2 separate regions of the Mus musculus genome follow, and region 1 is linked to region 2. Evidence: chromatin contacts called from public Micro-C data. All regions are on one chromosome and are shown on one strand. Each heading gives the region's core, a stretch centred on a gene start, on an enhancer-like site or on the middle of the called end of the contact. The rest is flanking DNA. Distances are from core to core; before and after follow the strand shown. Region 1 holds the start of Pax7 (paired box 7). Region 2 has its middle 35 kb from the start of Tas1r2.

Region 1 (5,595 bases), core at 1,047-3,546, 140 kb before region 2:
GACAGATGGAAGACTGAAGGAGAACACATTAAATATGTGTACCCTATGTTTACAGAAAGACATGGATATATACATGCTTGTATTTAAAAAACAAAACAAAACCCTGGATATCTACCTCAGGAGTCAAAGCAGACAAGGGTCCCCAGGAACTTAGCATTTCTCGCCCCCCCCCAACAACCTACAGGGCAAAAACTCTGTCTCCCCACCTGGCTGGTAGGTGTGACTCAGGCCGCAGAGTCTAAAACCACTTGGCCTCTCTCCTCTCCCCATTCAATCCTGCAAGCATATATTTAACAAGCTTTTCCACAGGTCTCCCATCCCCGGAAGCCCACCCCCACCCCTGCCCCACAAAGAAGTCTGATGAACCCCTCAGCTAGGAGAAAGGGTCAGTAGCATGCTGAGAGGGGCAAAGGTCACAGGTGAGGAGGAGGGGAAGGGAGAGGACACACTGAGGCCAGCCAGCAGAGAGCACCCCCAGGCCAAGACCAGACTGACCCCCTCCAAGAAGGCTGGGCAGGGCATGAGCTGGAGGACTGGATTTATTTTATTGTATTTCACCTCCAGGGCTGGGCCAGAGAGGCCCTTTACTGGAGTGTTGGAGATGTATGGGGGGGGCACAAAAGATCTGTAATGGGTGGCATCCTACCCTGCTGGGAGGGCTTTTCAACCCTAGGAATCTATGTCCTAAGGCAGAGACCACTGGTTACTGTGGCATCAGAGAACAGAATTGTGGGATCTCTGAGAGAGAGAGAGAGAGAGAGAGAGAGAGAGAGAGAGAGAGAGAGAGAGAGAGCGCAACTAATTGGGCCACCACCTCCCCAGCCCTCCAGTGGAGGAGTAGAGTTGGTGGTACCCAGCTTTATCTGTCTGTCTCCCACTCATCTCCCATCTGACTCCCAGATCCCTAGCCTTGCTGATGTCGCCTCCAGGACATTCTGAGTCCACTAGAAAGGGCTCCAAGGTGGTGGCCTAGGAGCTGGAGGAGGAGCTGGAGAGGTTATTCCCCAGGGTTTGGCAGACTCGGATTTGCCAGCATCTCTGGGGATGTATATTTTGCTGCGTTTCTCCGAGCTGCAGGAGGCCAGGCCAGGCCAGGCGCAAGCAGTAAAGCCCTGACAGGTATCAGCGAAGTCAAAATTCTTCCGGGGATGTCACCCTACTCTGTTCCGCCCAGGGAGGGAGTAGTTGTCAAGGAATGTTCAGAGCTAGTGAACTAAAAAGAGAAGGGACACGTGCGGTGGACCCTAGTCCAGGAGGCCAGAGATAGCCGGAGCGGACAGAGAAGATCCCAGCCCAAGGCCGGCTTTCCTACACAGCGGGCAGACAGCTGAAAGCCGTCCGGAGCACAGACCTGCCAGCACATCTCTGGACAACACTTAAAAGAAGTTACCCTCTCCCTCCCTCAGAGCACCCCCAGCCCACGCCATCCCTGGACTCAGAGTTTCAAATTATCTCCCTCCCCCGCGACCCCCTGAGGAAAAAAAGAAAGAAAGAAAAAGAAAAAAAAAGAACGAGGTCGAGTTGGAGATTAAAAAGGAAGGGGAAAAAATACTCGTTGGAGACTTCTTTTCGTTATCGGTCCCCTCTCCCTCCCGAACTGGCCCCCTTTCCTGCTCATGAATAAAAGAAAAGTCCGAACCTATCAGATCTCTCTGGCTGCAGCCTGCTCCCTCCCCTTCCCTGCCGTTGAGCACTTTTGCACAACTTACCCAGCTGATCGCTCGCGCCCCCTCGCTTTTCCTCTTGTGTTCCCCAACCCTGTCGCTCGGGTCACCTCCCCTCCAGTCCGAAACCCGAGCAGGAGCGCGTCCCCGTTCCAGTCCTCCGGGGGACAGGGTGTGAGGGCCAGCAGAAAGAGGCGCTGAGAGGAGGGATCGAGGGGAGGAGGGAGTCCGAGCCAGAGAATAAATATATAAATAAAGACCCAAAGAAAGCCACTCCGCAACCTCTGGGCTCAGGAACTTCGGCCGGGAGCGCGGGAGCGGGTGGCCCGCAAGGCGCAGCTGGGGACAGGGAGCCCGGCCTGCTCGGCCCACGGCAGCCGGTGTCATTCGGCTTAACTTCTGGCCGAGCCCGGCGGGTGGAGGCGGACTTGGGGTTGGAGTGTTTGTTTGTTTGAACTTCCTTGTCGCCACCTTCCACTCCTCCCGCCCCCACCTCACCCCCCCCCGCGCCCAGCTTCTGGAAGGGGCGCGTCTGCAACCGGGTGGGGGGGGGTGCAGAAGGGAGGGGGAAGAGGCTAGTGGGGGGGGGAGGGAAGAAGAGGAGAGGAGGATCGCAGCAGGGGTGAAAGGAAGAGACGCCAAGAGGTTTATCCAGCCGACTCTGGATTCGTCTCCAGCGTGCGCAGGAATGGCGGCGCTGCCCGGCGCGGTCCCCAGGATGATGAGACCCGGCCCGGGGCAGAACTACCCGCGCACCGGCTTCCCCCTGGAAGGTAAGAGAGCGCGCAGGAGGCCTTTACAGGGTCCCCCGGAGGACCTCGGAGATGGCACCCTCCAGGGGAGCGAGCAGCGGGGCTTCCTGGGCTCTGCTGGGTCCCAGTCTCCGCGTGGGACACGGGAAGTTTCTAGAGCGGACACTTGTCAGTTTCTGCGTGGACTCCGCTGACCCTCGGCCCGCGCTCCGTGGGTCACCGGCTGCCGGCCTTTCGCCGCAGGATGCGACTCCCCGGGGAATTCGCATCTGGTCCGTTTTGCGCTCCGGTAAATTCCAGGGTTTCCCACTCTTCTCTGACACAACAGAGTTCCCGGGTCTCTGCGCAGCGCCGCCGGCTTTCTTCCCTAGTTTTGAATTGGTCCCTCAAAGTCGGGATGGGGTCCCTCCAACCCCTTTTATTTCGAAATACCAACAAGCGACACTCTATTTCCACTCCACCAGACCGTCCGCTTCCTCCCAAGCAACTTACTAACTGGCTTTTTTTTTTCCCGGCCCCGACACAAACTAATTAAAAACAATGCATAGTGCCTTATTTCCCGCAAAAACAAAAACAAAAAAATTAAAAACATAACTTTTCCCTACGTCTTTCTAAAGTCTGCAAATGTCCCGGGAAAGAAACTCAAGACCAAAAGAGGGTACAGCAATCCAGGGGACTGTTTTGAGTCTCTAGCCACTCGGGGATGCAGAGGGGACCGGCCGGCGGCGATCGGCCGGGAGAGGAGAAAGGGCCCCTTTGCGCGCCCCCTCCCTTTTCTATTTAAACCTATGGAAGGCTTTCAGCCAGTCACCGAAGGGTCTTCTAGTTTCCTCGGCTCAGACAGCCCATGGTGTCTCAGGAGCAGTTAGAAACGGCGTGCCAATTTTATTTTTTAGCCGCCCCTCTTGTCATTGTGTGGGCCCCACTTGTGGGTGCGGGAGGATGGGGAGAGAAGGCGAGAAGGGGCGGTCTGGCAGCCGGCGATCTAGGGAGGGAGCCCCCTCCCTCGGGCAGCGAGAAGCCGCCGGGTCCCCGAATTAGACAGAGGCGAAGAGAGCGGGCTGCGTGATCAAGTGCGCGCGAGCGGCCACGCAGGCGGGAGAGCGCGGCAGCCGGGGATTTGCCGGAGTCCTCTCCTGGAACGAATGCAAGCAAAACAGGCGGCTAAGGACGCGCAAAGGATTAGGACAATATTTGCCCAACATGACGCAGAATACTGAGGAGAGCCGAGTGCCGGTCGCTAAAGAGGCTCTTGAATATAAAGTTGGGCGTTCGAGAGCTCTCCAGCGCTAATGGCGTACCCCGCCACGGAGACCGAGGGACTCTGGCTCGGCGACGCACGATTTCTGATTAAATCTGAGAGTGGTTTCAGATACCTACTTTTACAAAGAAAAATTGGTGAAGGAGGGGGGAGCGGGAAAGTAAAGAGGGGGCGGTAGGAACAGCTCAGCAGACCGAGCCTCTTCTAGCCTCCCCCTTTCCAATTATTCCGTCTGCTTCCTCCGCTCGGGCCGCTGTGAAATCGTTGTAATCTTCTAGATCTCTGTAGCCGCGAGTCCCCAAATTGGGGGGATCGAGGCTGGATTAGTGCACCGGGTGTCCCCCGAACCTTCTGTAAGAAAATTGTGTAGACTTTGCATTAAGGCCTACCTAAGTTCTCCCTTCCCCAGAACACACTAGGTATGCCTATCTTCCTGATGCACGCGCGCGCGCGTGCACAAACACACACACACACACACACACACACACACACACAAGTGGCCCATCTTAGTTGCAGCAAAGACTGCTGGGACAATTACTGCATTTCTGAGACCAAGTTGGGGTATTTTGGAGCTTGTGATCATCGTGGAGTGTGCCCTCGATTTGCCCCCCCAACGAAATGAGAACTTTAAGGGTGTTTTAAAAAGCCTGGGAATCTGCTAAGGGACGGTTTGTGTTCCCAGACGCTACACAGACAGCTTTATATCCCCAGTCCTTAAGCTGTGCAGACTCCCGCTGCCACAGTCCTGGGTGCTCAAGCCAGAGCTAGAAATGTTGGGAGTCAAATAGCCTCTTAACCTAACTGATCCAATAGTTCAGTCCTAATGGCCAGAGGTGTAGGACTGACCTGGTGGGCCACATCGCCCTGGCTGTCAGCCTCTACCAGAGGCAACAAACAGGCCTGTGACCCCCAAGCTAGCGGCCCAGAACCATTTGCAGCTGCTCTTAGGATCTCTAGTCTCCACTAGGCTCCACTCTGTCCTTCCTGCCATTTACATCACCCAAAGGTGTATCCTCATTTCCTGCAGTGTAGAGGGACTTTGGGGGGGGGGACAAACAATCCAAGTCCCAGAAGCCAGGACTCTTTCTCCTTGTAAGAGCCTCCCAGGGCTTCAAGTAGACCTTGGAGATCAGCTGTTAGGAGTCTTGGGTTCTCCTCCCCCACACTAACTGCATTCTGTCCTGTACTCACTATTTTCCCTCCCTCCCCACAGTGTCCACCCCTCTTGGCCAAGGCCGGGTCAATCAGCTTGGTGGGGTCTTCATCAACGGTCGACCCCTGCCGAACCACATCCGTCACAAGATAGTGGAAATGGCCCACCATGGCATCCGGCCCTGCGTCATCTCCCGTCAGCTCCGTGTTTCCCATGGTTGTGTCTCCAAGATTCTGTGCCGATATCAGGAGACTGGGTCCATCCGGCCCGGGGCTATCGGAGGCAGCAAGCCCAGAGTGAGTGTCTTTGCCTCTAAGGCTGGCAGCAGGCCTTCTCTAGTACACAGACCTTGATTGTCACCTCTCTCAATATCCCGTGTCACCTAGCAGCCCTAGTTGTCTGGAAGCTTCCCACGGAAGCTTTTCCTTAGCTCTGAGATACAGTCCCTATTATTTGAAAATTTGAAGGATCGGTTAGCTGAGCTCTAGATTGTCTAAGACTTTGAAGCTTCACTGGAATGTCCCTACATCTGCATCTCCACCTTAGCCACCTTTGGCATTGCCTGAGATGATGGGGGGCCGGTGGAGGAACCACAGGGTTACGGATTGTATTTTATTTTATTTCTTATTGCTGCCCCCACTGATGTCATTCTGGGAACCTTGAAAACCCAAAACCCATCTTAGGAGGAAGGGAGTGGCCACCGGAGAGGCCAGCCTGGCTGGAAGCTTTTGGGAGGTTGATACTAAAACTATTTTCCTTCTCCCA
Region 2 (5,176 bases), core at 160-2,659:
GTGAATACCTAAAATAAGAGGATGAGACTAGAGCCCTGGTAGACAGGGACAGGTCAGCAGGGCCTTCACAGGCTGTCCCAGAAGTCTCCTGGTTCTGCTCCAAGTGATGGAGCCATTAGAAAGGGGTCTTAAGTTGCTAAGCAACAGAGACTCTCACAGGTACCCCTGAGGCACCATGGAGAGTATAGAGAAGTAAGCAGATGAATGAAGACAGTGGCCAGCAAGAAGGCCACTGGCATCAAGGTATGAGATGGCAGCTGGTTCCCGGGCAGAGACAGAGCCGAGATCTGGAAGCCTTAGGGATATCATCAGCTCACTTCTGGGTGCACAGGAGGATGCAGAATGGAACTGGGATGACTCTCACCCAATCCATGGGAAACCCTAGGCCTTAGAAGTGTGTGTGAGGGTCCCAGAGTCATTGTTTATGAAAAACGCACACGCCACTGCTGTGCATCTGAGAGAAACCATCACCGATTCTCAGAGCTCACATCAGAGCAAAGCTCTGGAGCTGCAGAGCCCTGAAACAGCAGCTGGAAAAACCTGAACTGTGCAGTCAAGAGTCCCAATGCTGGCTGCCACGCGATTCAGAGTCGGAGGGTGGCACAAGTGGCCCTGTGTAGGTGACACATGGCCCTGAGTAGAGATGGTGCCATGGTATAAGATAAGCCACGTGGAATGCCACGCCATCTGGAGACAGCAAGGGCAGGTGCATTGATCATCTGGAAGCCTCTAGCTCTGTAGACAGGAAGCCTGAGCAAGATTCCAACTCAGGACAGCTTTGAGTGGCCTTGAGTCAGTGGTTGTCTTCATTTGGGCCTCAGTTTCCCCTTTTGTGTAGCAAAGGGATTAGGGTTCGAGGTCCCTTGCAATTGTGACTCTGCTAAAAGTCCTCCCTCCCTGAGCCAGCAAGATGGTCCATGAAATAAAGATGACAGCCACCAAGCCTGAGGACCTGGGCTCCATCCTTAGGATTCACGCTGTCGAAGGACTAAAGACTCCTGGGAGTTGTCCTCTGACCTTCAGATGCTGTGTGTTACACATACATGCCCCTCCCACACAAATAAATAAAGTGTAATTAAAAGGTAAAGCCCCCTTCCCCTGCCATGCTCAGGAGTGTAGGCGCTGGGCACCTCCCCAGGGGACCCAACTGGCCACATCAGGCTATCCAGGCAGGGTTCCACCACAGGATCCACCTCAGACACGCCCAACTTCCTACCACAATGACTGCCGCTCTCTACCTCACCTTCCAGCTCCAGGACAGCCAGGGTTAATAACCACATCCCCAGCACTACATAAAAAAGGCAAGAAGGCAGGGTACCCCCTGAGCCCCACCCCCACCCCCAAGCTGGCCAAGCAGCTGTCTCCCCACATCCAGGATTACCAGGCTCCCAGGGGCCGGGGAGGAAGCACATTACATTCTTGAGGGCCTTATGTCAGGCTGGCTGCTTCCCCCCAACACACACAGACCTCCAATCCCCTCCTCACTCCCCTGCCAAGACGGCTGGGCAGGCATGGAGCCAGCCAGGCTGGGCACAAACCACCCCGCTGGATGGCCTTCCCTCCTCTCTTTCCTTCCTTTGCCTGCAAAGCAAGGTCACACCCACTACAACAGTCTGATACAAGGGACAGAGGGCACCTCACAGGAGCCACCCTTACACACGCTCTCACTCTCTAAATCCTCCGTCATCAACTCCATTCTGCAGACAGGAAGCTGAGGCTCAGTGAGGGTGAACAGGTAGCCCAAGGTCACACAACTACCATGCGGCATGGCTGGGATTCAAACCCAGGACTTCTGGCTGCGAAGTGAACAGGCTTAAAGTCACTGGTGTGTCTGCTTACAATGGCTCATTTTCTCCCCATTTCCCTGCCCCCAGCTGCTCAGTTTGTGGCTACTCCATTAAGGTCAACCCCAGTTATGGTTGGGGTCACATAGCAAACTTCCTTCCTTGTCTTTCCAGAACTGTCTCTCTGCCTCCGGTAGCTGTGTGACTTTGGAGAAGGCAGTTCCCTCTCTGTTCGCCACCCACTTTCTGCACATGGATATCAGAATGGGAAGCACTGGTGCAGAGGCTGCAAAGTGGATATGTCTTGTTGGAGCTCCATGCCCTCAGCCAGCCATGATGTGGGCCCAGGTGTGAGGCAGGAGCACTGTAACAGGCCCAGGTGGGAGGCAGGTGCACTGTAACAGGCCCAGGTGGCAGGCAGGTGCAGTGTAACAGGCCCAGGTGGGAGGCAGGTGCACTGTAACAGGCCCAGGTGGCAGGCAGGTGCAGTGTAAAAGGCTCAGGTGGGAGGCAGGTGCACTGTAACAGGCCCAGATGGGAGGCAGGTGCAGTGTAACAGGCCCAGGTGGGAGGCAGGTGCAGTGTAAAAGGCCCAGGTGGCAGGCAGGTGCAGTGTAAAAGGCTCAGGTGGGAGGCAGGTGCACTGTAACAGGCCCAGGTGGGAGGCAGGTGTACTGTAACAGGCCCAGGTGGGAAGCAGGTGCACTGTAACAGGCCCAGGTGGGAGGCAGGTGCACTGTAACAGGCCCAGGTGGGAGGCAGGTGCAAACAGGAAGGTGGAAAGGAGAGCAGGTAATCAGGAAATGTCCTGAAATATACCTCATCCCTCGGTGACACATGCCAGCCTCCTACCTCCCAGGTGCCCTCTGAGAGGCTTCCACCTACTTGCTATGGACTGTCCAGAATTACTCTCTGGACTCACCTAAACAGCAGGAAGGAATCAAAAGGCTTAGAGGCCGGGAGGGGCGGGGGGGGGGAGGCCTTGGGTGTTTCTTGGGGTGGAGCCAGTCCAGGGACATACAGAAAGTCCGGTGAGCTGAGGTTAGACCAGGAACTGAGACCTAAGACAGATTTATCTTGTGAAGCCAGGTCATATCTTAGGACGTCCACGCTGAGCCCACTGATCCTGATTGGGAACAGAATCACCCAGAGGCCCCCACCCACCCTTGGCACCTTTCTGAGTACTCGGCCCTTCGTGCCTCCCTCCACAGGCTCATGACATTGTTCTTGGTTAAATACAGACCACGCCTGACCACAGGCCTCTTTGTTTAACTCTCTGTGTGTGAATTCTTTATTCACAGTTCCTTTTAGACCCGTATTTGCTCAAATATTTGGTGACTCAAAGCAGAGGCTGAGAGTTGGGCATCTATTTCCCTAGTGTGGTTGGTAGAGCGCTTGTCCGGCATGCATTCACGGGGCCCTGGGTCCTGCCCCCAGCACTGCATGGGGTGGCTGACGTGCATACTCACAACACTCCAGAGGGAGGCAGAGGCAAGGAGATCACAAGTTCAAGGTCATGGTAAGTTTGGGGCTAGCCTGGGATGCATGAGACCCCCCCCCCCAAGGAAGGAAGGAAGAAAGACAGAGGGTTGGGGAGAGGGAAGAAATGGAAGAAGAAAAAAAGCCCACAGTGGCGGGCAGCTGGGCGTGGCCTGACAGATGGAATCCCTAAACTCTGTCAACGCATGTCATCAATGGTCCTTGTCACAGTCAACTCTTCCTGCAGCAAAGAAAGCACCAAAGGCCCTGCTGTCTCCTGAACCTATATTACCCACAGCAGTGGCCACTGCCGCCGCAAGGCTATCACCACACACTGTAAGTGACAGGCCCCCTTCATCACAACATTGCAACAGCCCTGGGTGTTCCTGGTCTTGTCCATGTGTCCCTCAGAGGACAGGAGGGCATAGGAGGTGGGGTGGGGGAGGGCAGGGAAGATACACCAGAAATGCAAGGTTGCTTCAATTCACATTCTAATGTGCAGAGGAGACAACAAGGAATGCTGGGAAGTTTCTAAAGCAGCTTGGAAAGAGGGAGCTGGAGAAGAAAAGATGTGGTGTTGGAGTAGGTAGCCTTGTGCTAACCCTGGCACCCTCCCTGCCTTGTCGCTGTCCACTGAAGCCACTTCTCTGTGGAGCAGGTGGGAAGACATTCTACCCGCCCTCTTCAGGCACTTCTCATATCCCATGAGCTCGCACCACCCTGGGGACTCTAGGCCAGGAGACACCACAGTTCAGAAAGGCAAGGGTCTGCGCAGGGTCAGTGCAGCCCAATGGTCAGTGCACACAGCCCTGATGGCCTGTCCTGGGCTGTGCACATCCCACGAGTCCCCACTACCGCCCCATCGCCTGTCAGGCTCTGAGAAGCAGCCTTCTCCTGTGTCACAGAGAGGGAAATGAAGGTGTTCAGAAACACATTTTGATTGATGTCATCTAGTTTATAAGAGGAGACCTGGGCTTTCAGCCTTTAGCCTGGACAGAGGTTCTATACTTGAGACAAGCCCTGCCAAGCACTGCAGTGGCAAAGGAGACTGGGGGCAGGAATACACAGAAGGGACAGGCCCGAGGGGCCTTGTACAGGGACTCAGTACAAACTCTCTTCTCTACGTGGCCAAGCTGTCTAGGCTAAAAACTATGCTGCTTTTCATAATGCCTGCTACACGCTGGACATCATCCGCAGAACCACCAGACCCTCTCCCCACCCCCGAATATTCTCGTAACTACATCCAGGCCCTTTGTTTGTTTGCTTCCTTTTCTGAGATAGCATCTCCCTCTGTGCGGGTGCTGAGCTTGAACTCAGGACCCTCCCGCCTTAGCCTCCTGACTGGCAGGCTGAGAGGCATGTGCCACCAAGCTGGGCTTGCATCTTAGGATCGTTCAGGCTCAAATCAGATATGGACCATTTCTGCTGATGTTTCTCACCCCAGGCAGCACACACACTCATACTCACACACACACACCACTCAACACAACACACATACATACAATATACACACATACACAACAACACACATGTATACATACAGAACACACGCAACATACCACACACACATATACCATGCATACAACACAACACACACACATACAACACAACACATACATACAACACACATATACTTCACAAACACAACACACACATACAGCACAGCACACACATACAATACACATACAACACACAAAACACACACACACACAACACACACATACTATACACACAACACACACACATACAACACACACACACAAAACACATACTTGTAAAACATACACCCAACATACCATGCACACACCACACACAACACATACATATACCACACACACATACAACTCACACTACCTGCTATCCTAAGGTCAAATCCCTTGAGGAGGGCCTGGCCCTTGCTTGGCCAACACCTA

The links. Hi-C and Micro-C count contacts between places; a contact is called where the count stands out from the background.
Region 1: a contact with region 2 is called in a Micro-C map of muscle stem cells, with 5 times the contacts expected there. The contact joins the promoter of Pax7 here to the enhancer-like site in region 2. A contact is called at or near these places in 16 of 39 promoter capture datasets (the 3T3-L1 cell line, the C10 cell line, cranial neural crest and 9 more), 3 of 15 datasets of contacts at CTCF or cohesin (the NIH/3T3 cell line and embryonic stem cells), 15 of 484 Hi-C or Micro-C datasets (the C2C12 cell line, embryonic fibroblasts, embryonic stem cells and 7 more), 21 of 115 datasets of contacts at active chromatin or transcription factors (craniofacial prominence, double positive thymocytes, embryonic basal ganglia and 10 more) and 5 of 9 other capture datasets (adipose tissue, embryonic stem cells, embryonic tail and 2 more).

The regions. Positions count from the first base shown.
Region 1 is chr4:139,829,669-139,835,263 of GRCm38.p6, reverse strand. Pax7 (paired box 7) reads left to right here and starts at 2,296. Exons shown (of 9, transcript NM_011039.2): 1 at 2,296-2,437; 2 at 4,891-5,126. The coding sequence starts at 2,353. It overlaps Gm46873 (a long non-coding RNA gene), which reads right to left and starts at 1,796. Exons shown (of 3, transcript XR_001784470.2): 1 at 1,710-1,796.
Region 2 is chr4:139,686,119-139,691,294 of GRCm38.p6, reverse strand. No RefSeq gene overlaps it. Among named protein-coding and RNA genes, the nearest start is that of Tas1r2, 35 kb to the right of the region's middle. Within about 2 kb of position 1,409, at least 18 of the 459 cell types and tissues checked have an H3K27ac peak or open chromatin away from gene starts, as enhancers often do. A contact at or near this core is called in the C2C12 cell line, muscle stem cells, pancreatic cancer cells and 1 more, where this site is marked.